Linked DNA regions of Hordeum vulgare: region 1 is linked to region 2. The links are chromatin contacts, called in public Hi-C maps. All regions are on one chromosome and are shown on one strand. Each heading gives the region's core, a stretch centred on a gene start, on an enhancer-like site or on the middle of the called end of the contact. The rest is flanking DNA. Distances are from core to core; before and after follow the strand shown. Region 1 holds the start of LOC123409722 (external alternative NAD(P)H-ubiquinone oxidoreductase B2, mitochondrial-like). Region 2 holds the start of LOC123409988 (lysine-specific histone demethylase 1 homolog 2).

The links. Hi-C and Micro-C count contacts between places; a contact is called where the count stands out from the background.
Region 1: a contact with region 2 is called in a Hi-C map of leaf, with 5 times the contacts expected there. The contact joins the promoter of LOC123409722 here to the promoter of LOC123409988 in region 2. A contact is called at or near these places in 4 of 6 Hi-C or Micro-C datasets (leaf and seedling) and 1 of 1 datasets of contacts at active chromatin or transcription factors (embryo).

What each region holds. Positions count from the first base shown.
Region 1 is chr7H:399,771,702-399,774,401 of MorexV3_pseudomolecules_assembly, forward strand. LOC123409722 (external alternative NAD(P)H-ubiquinone oxidoreductase B2, mitochondrial-like) reads left to right here and starts at 1,303. Exons shown (of 10, transcript XM_045102582.1): 1 at 1,303-1,548. The coding sequence starts at 1,457. LOC123408964 (dnaJ homolog subfamily B member 3-like) reads right to left here and starts at 701. Exons shown (of 2, transcript XM_045101982.1): 1 at 525-701; 2 at 31-402. The coding sequence starts at 701. The coding sequence ends at 31.
Region 2 is chr7H:399,418,484-399,421,183 of MorexV3_pseudomolecules_assembly, forward strand. It overlaps LOC123409988 (lysine-specific histone demethylase 1 homolog 2), which reads left to right and starts at 1,355. Exons shown (of 2, transcript XM_045102859.1): 1 at 1,355-2,700. The coding sequence starts at 1,415.

The DNA.
Region 1 (2,700 bases), core at 53-2,552, 350 kb after region 2:
TTATACATCTTAAAAGTTCACATATTCAAGTTACATTCCATACGAGCAGTACCCGTTCTTGGTGACGACGTCGCGGGTGAACTTGACCTGCTTCTTGCTGCCCCGGCAGAGCTCCTCCAGCTTGCACTCGAGGGTGCGCTCCAGCGGCAGCGCCTTGCGCATGATGGAGCTGAAGAACTCGGCGAAGGCGCGGCGCCCGCCCGTGTTGCCGGAGCTGTAGACCTTGGTGAACTCCCTGGCCGGCGTGGCGGGCGCGCTCCTCATGGAGAAGTCGTCGCTGCGCGTCCTCGCCATGCGCGCGCCGCCGCCGCCTCCGGAGCCGAACGTCCCGAACATCTCGCTGGCCCGGTCGTCGTTGCACACCCCGAACACCGCCCTGTTCTCCTGCTGGTCTAGGAGCGCCTGCACAACCAAAGGAAGCCCACGCCGACGCGCGCGAGCACAGCGAATCAAGAACGCGATTCCCACGGCGGCGACGCGCGCACGCAGGGAGGTGCCCGGGGAAGAGGCGGCGGGGCACTCACCTCGTAGGCCTCGGTGATGGCCTTGAAGCGCGCCTCGGCCTCGGGCTTGGAGGCCGGCGGGTGCTTGTCGGGGTGCCATTTCCTGGCGAGGCCCTTGTACGCGGCGCGGAGCCCCTGCAACGAGGTGCCCCTGGGGACGTCGAGGATCCGGTGGTAGAGCTCCGACGGGTTCACCATTGGAGTTGGAGGGGGACGGCGCCGCAGGAGATTCGGTCGCGGGGGGACGGGAGCGGCTCGCCGGGGCGGGGGCGGGGACGGGAGCGGCTCGCCGGGGCGGGGGCGGGGGCGGGGACGGGAGCGCGGCGCGGCGCGAGGACGAGAGCGGCGCGTAGGACGAGAGCGATGCGTCGGGAGGGAACCCTATCCTCCAGGCGAGAGCGATGCACGCGCGGGTCGCTGCACGCGCGGGTGCAGGCTCGCGGAAACGGCCCGAACTTGCGTTTCCCCGCAGCCTGGCCCGGAGGCGTTTTTTGCATCTGTCGGGCCAGGTCCAACTACACATACAGCATACCAAACAATCTATATTTTGCATGATGGATGCGAGCCAGATGCAATACAAACGAACCAAACACGCCCAAAGTGATTGAGAGGAAGGAGGGAGGGAGCGAAGGGGCGTTGGGCGAGGCCGCTTTAGCACGCCAACCACGTGTGTCTACCACAGGTCCGGAACTGACGACCCATGTTCCCTCCGCCCGTCCGGGCCCGCCCAGCAGTCACACCAACCCCTCGCCGCACCGGCACCAACACGGCGCCAACCACGGCAAGAAAAAAGTGCAGACGCGTACTAGCAGCATATAAACAGTTCACGGGCGAGGCGAGCGAGCGAGGTGGCCATTTCTTTTTCTTCTTCTACTCCTGCTGCCGCCGCCGCCAGTACGTTCCAGGATCACCGGAGCCCCGGAGGAAGAGCAAAGCGTACCGGAGGGAGGAAGATGAGGTGGACGGCGTTCGCGTGGGAGAGCGCGTCCCGGGCCTTCAACAACCGCCCCACCTTCACCGGCCTCGTCGTCGTCCTCGCCGCAAGGTACCTCCCCCCTTCCTTCCCCTTTCTCCGCCCACTAATTTCCATTTCCCTCGTCTTGGCCCCGGGGCTTGGGAATTTCGATCGGATCTGCTGCTACTGCATACCTCGTGTGGCCTCTAGGCTGCAGCAGCATTTTCGCGAATGTCGGGCACGAATTTTTGGAGCCTCCTGTCATTTTTTCTCGGAGAAGTACTCGGTGGCTTCGTCGTTTCGTTTGTGGATCCCTTCCGGGATAGAAATGTTCGGTAGTTGCTGCGGTTTCTCATCCTCCGAGCCGCTCAAACTGTTGTCTCAGTTCGAGATCACCTCGCGTATCAACGGGAGTAAATCGATTCTCCATCAGAGGGTAGCTCTGTTTTTTAACCAGATTTCGGAATGCTAGTACAAATCAAGGGAAAAATATAAGAATATACTCCCTCCGTCGGGAAATACTTGTCCTAGAAATGGATATAATGGATGTATCTATAACTAAAATAAGTCTAGATACAGACAAGTATTTTCGGACGGAGGGAGTAGTTATTTCTTTTATCCTGATGAAATGGGAAGAAAATTACCCGCAAAAATAAAACAAATGGAAAGAAAATAGTTGGTTAAACTAAACTAATCCTTCTTGCCACCTGTTTCGACCGGGCCCTCGTTTTCCAGCTACTTCTCGAATCTGATGTGTCCCCCACGTCACGGTGGACCTCGTATACTTGCTGAATATTCTGCCATGGTCCATGAGACCAACAAGAAGAAAAATTGCCCTTGATTTCTTCGTCCTGGTTTCAGTATTTTTCTAATGCCACTTATGCCTATTTTCTATAAAACAATACTTCTACTTGGAATATTTAAGAGCGGGGTCGTGAATACATTATGATTTGGTGCCATGTGATGATTGCCATTTTATGTGTGCTATTGGACTGTTAGGCAAATGCTGGACTTCTGAATAATGGAGTGCATTTCTTTAGTTCCTTGATTTTCTTGGTTAATGATTCGGCTGCAACATGCTTTTTATTTGTTTCTCTGCAATGTCTAAATGAATTTTATATGTAACCCCTGTTCCAAAATAACTGTCTTAACTTTGTACTAGCTCTAGTACAAAATTGTATTAAGCTTAAGACACTTATTTTGGGACGGAGAGAGTATGCCGTATGACTGTTTTGCCTGTAT
Region 2 (2,700 bases), core at 105-2,604:
ACACCCTCCAAAAGGTAACATTTTAGCATATGATCATACAATTCACTAATTGTTTAAATATCAAATGTTTGTACAAGAAATAGATGATATCATTTCCTTCTTTTATAGGCAAATATTATGTTGTTGATGCGGGATATCCCAATCGTCCGGGATACCTAGCTCCTTATAAGGGTGAGAAGTATCATATGCCAGAATGGCGTAGAGGTATGGAGCCAAAAACTCCAACGGAAAAATTCAACCGAGTCCATTCATCTATCCGCAATGTCATTGAGCGATCATTTGGAGTGCTAAAAATGAAGTGGCAGATTTTGTATATGATGCGACCGTACCCGATGTTCAAGCAAAAAATGATCGTTGTTGCTACTATGGTCCTTCACAACTTTATTCGTGAGCATAACAGCGAAGACTTGGACTTTTCTCGGTTCGACCGTGATCCTCATTATGTGCCTACAATACCGAACAGGTATAACAAATTTGTTGCTGCCTCTGATAGATCTACAACGGAACCGGATGCTCCGACTATGGATACATTCCGTAATGAGTTAGCCACCGCTATTGCCGATGGTTGGAACTAGATTTCTACTGTTCAAGATGGTTCGGGTTTTATTTGCATTTTTTTTTCTTCGAGGGAGTAGAACAATTGTATCGTTGGACATTCATGTTGATCTTTTTAATTATGTATCGCAATAGTTCACATCATTTTACAATAGTTCACTTAAATCTTATGCCATCTTTTTATAGTTGCCATTTATAGTTCACTTAAATTTTATGATAGATCTACAAGACTTTAAAAAATATCTCAAGGCGCATAAATATTGGGCCGTCAAAACATTACGCATAAAAAATAAGGGCAGAATAAACTATTTCCATCAAATACTACTGTTTTTAAAGTTGGAGCTAGCTGCAAGCCAAACAGTATAAAACTGCTTCAAGGTAGAGCTACAACTCCTTGATGAAACTGCTCTAAAATAAAGTTGATGGAGTGAAGCTGAATTTTTTGAAGTGGAGTAGTCTCAAACAGGCCCTTAACGTACACCGATGACACGCTGCCGCTTCCGTGTTCCGTCTTTTTCTCTTCCCACGTCAGGACTCCATTCTCGTATAACCGAACGGTGGGGACACATGACATGAAGGCAACTTTACAGGAAAGTCAACCTCCTTTTACTCACCTCACAGAATATGAACCACCCTTAAACTGACAGCAGGCCGCCGGCCCACGTCATCCTCCTCTTTCGGCTTAAGCCCGCACGCGCACCTTGGCCCTCTTGGGTTATTGCGACGGCTGGGCCTGCCTGTCAGTGAAACGCAATAAAGTCATTTTCCCCCAATTCCCACCCACCTTCTCCCCCGAAAGCCCAAACTGGCGGAGCCGAGCAATCCCAAACCCCAACCCCCCACACGACCCTTCCCGGCGATGTCGCCGTCGCCGCCGCCGCCGCCGCCGCCGGGCCGCCCGCGCCGTGCGGCGTCGGCGCGTCCGGGTTCGTACGACGAGTCGCTGGTCGACACCGAGCTGCAGGCTTACCTTGGGAACTCCCCGTCGCGGCGCATCCGGCGCCTGCGCCGCCTCTCCCCGGAGGAGCGCCAGCGCGAGACGGAGACAGAGGCGCTCATTGCGCTCTCCCTGGGCTTCCCCATCGACGCCCTACTCCCCGCCGAGGAGGCCATCCTCGCGGACCCCGACGCCGCCGCCCCCAACGACTACATCGTCGTCCGCAACCACATCCTCGCCTCCTGGCGCGCCGACCCGCGGGTGCCGCTCCCCCGCGCGCGTGTGCTCGAGACCGTGGCCTCGAGCTACGACCACCTAGTCGCCGCCGCGCACGGCTTCCTCACCCGAGAGGGCCACATCAACTTCGGTGTCTCGGCTACCTTCCCCGCATCCCCTCCCGCCGACGCGCTCCATGTCCCAGCCGCTTCGGTCCTCGTCATCGGTGCTGGCCTCGCCGGGCTCGCTGCCGCGCGGCAGCTTCTTCGATTCGGCCTCCGCGTGCTCGTCCTGGAGGGCCGCGCCCGCCCTGGCGGCCGCGTTTACACCTCCCGCCTAGGCGGGGGGCAGGCCGCCGTTGAGCTTGGCGGGAGCGTCATCACTGGCATCCACGCCAACCCGCTAGGCGTGCTCGCCCGCCAGCTCGGGATTCCTCTCCACAAGGTGCGTGACCGCTGCCCACTGTACCACACTGACGGCCGGACCGTGGGCACCAGACTAGATAGAAGTATCGATTTGGTGTTCAATACGCTTCTTGACCACGCCACTAGGCTGCGGGAGTCTCTCAAGGAAGCCGCAGAGGGGATCTCGCTAGGGGAAGCGATCGAAAGGCTGAGAAGGTTGTACAATGCGGCCAAAAGCGAGGAAGAGAGGGAGGTTCTGGACTGGCATCTGGCAAACCTTGAGTTCTCCAATGCTGGTTGCTTATCGGAGCTCTCTCTGGCGTACTGGGACCAGGACGACCAGTTTGAGATGGGTGGAGATCATTGCTTCTTGGCTGGAGGGAATTCGAGGCTCGTACACGCGTTATGTGATGGTGTACCAGTGTTGTATGAGAAGACGGTGAAGCGTATTGAACATGGAGTAGATGGCGTGAGCATCACGGTGGAAGGAGGGCAGGTTTTTCAGGCGGACATGGCGCTCTGCACTGTTCCGCTTGGTGTGCTCAAGAGTGGGAGCATTGTGTTTGACCCACAGTTACCTGAAAACAA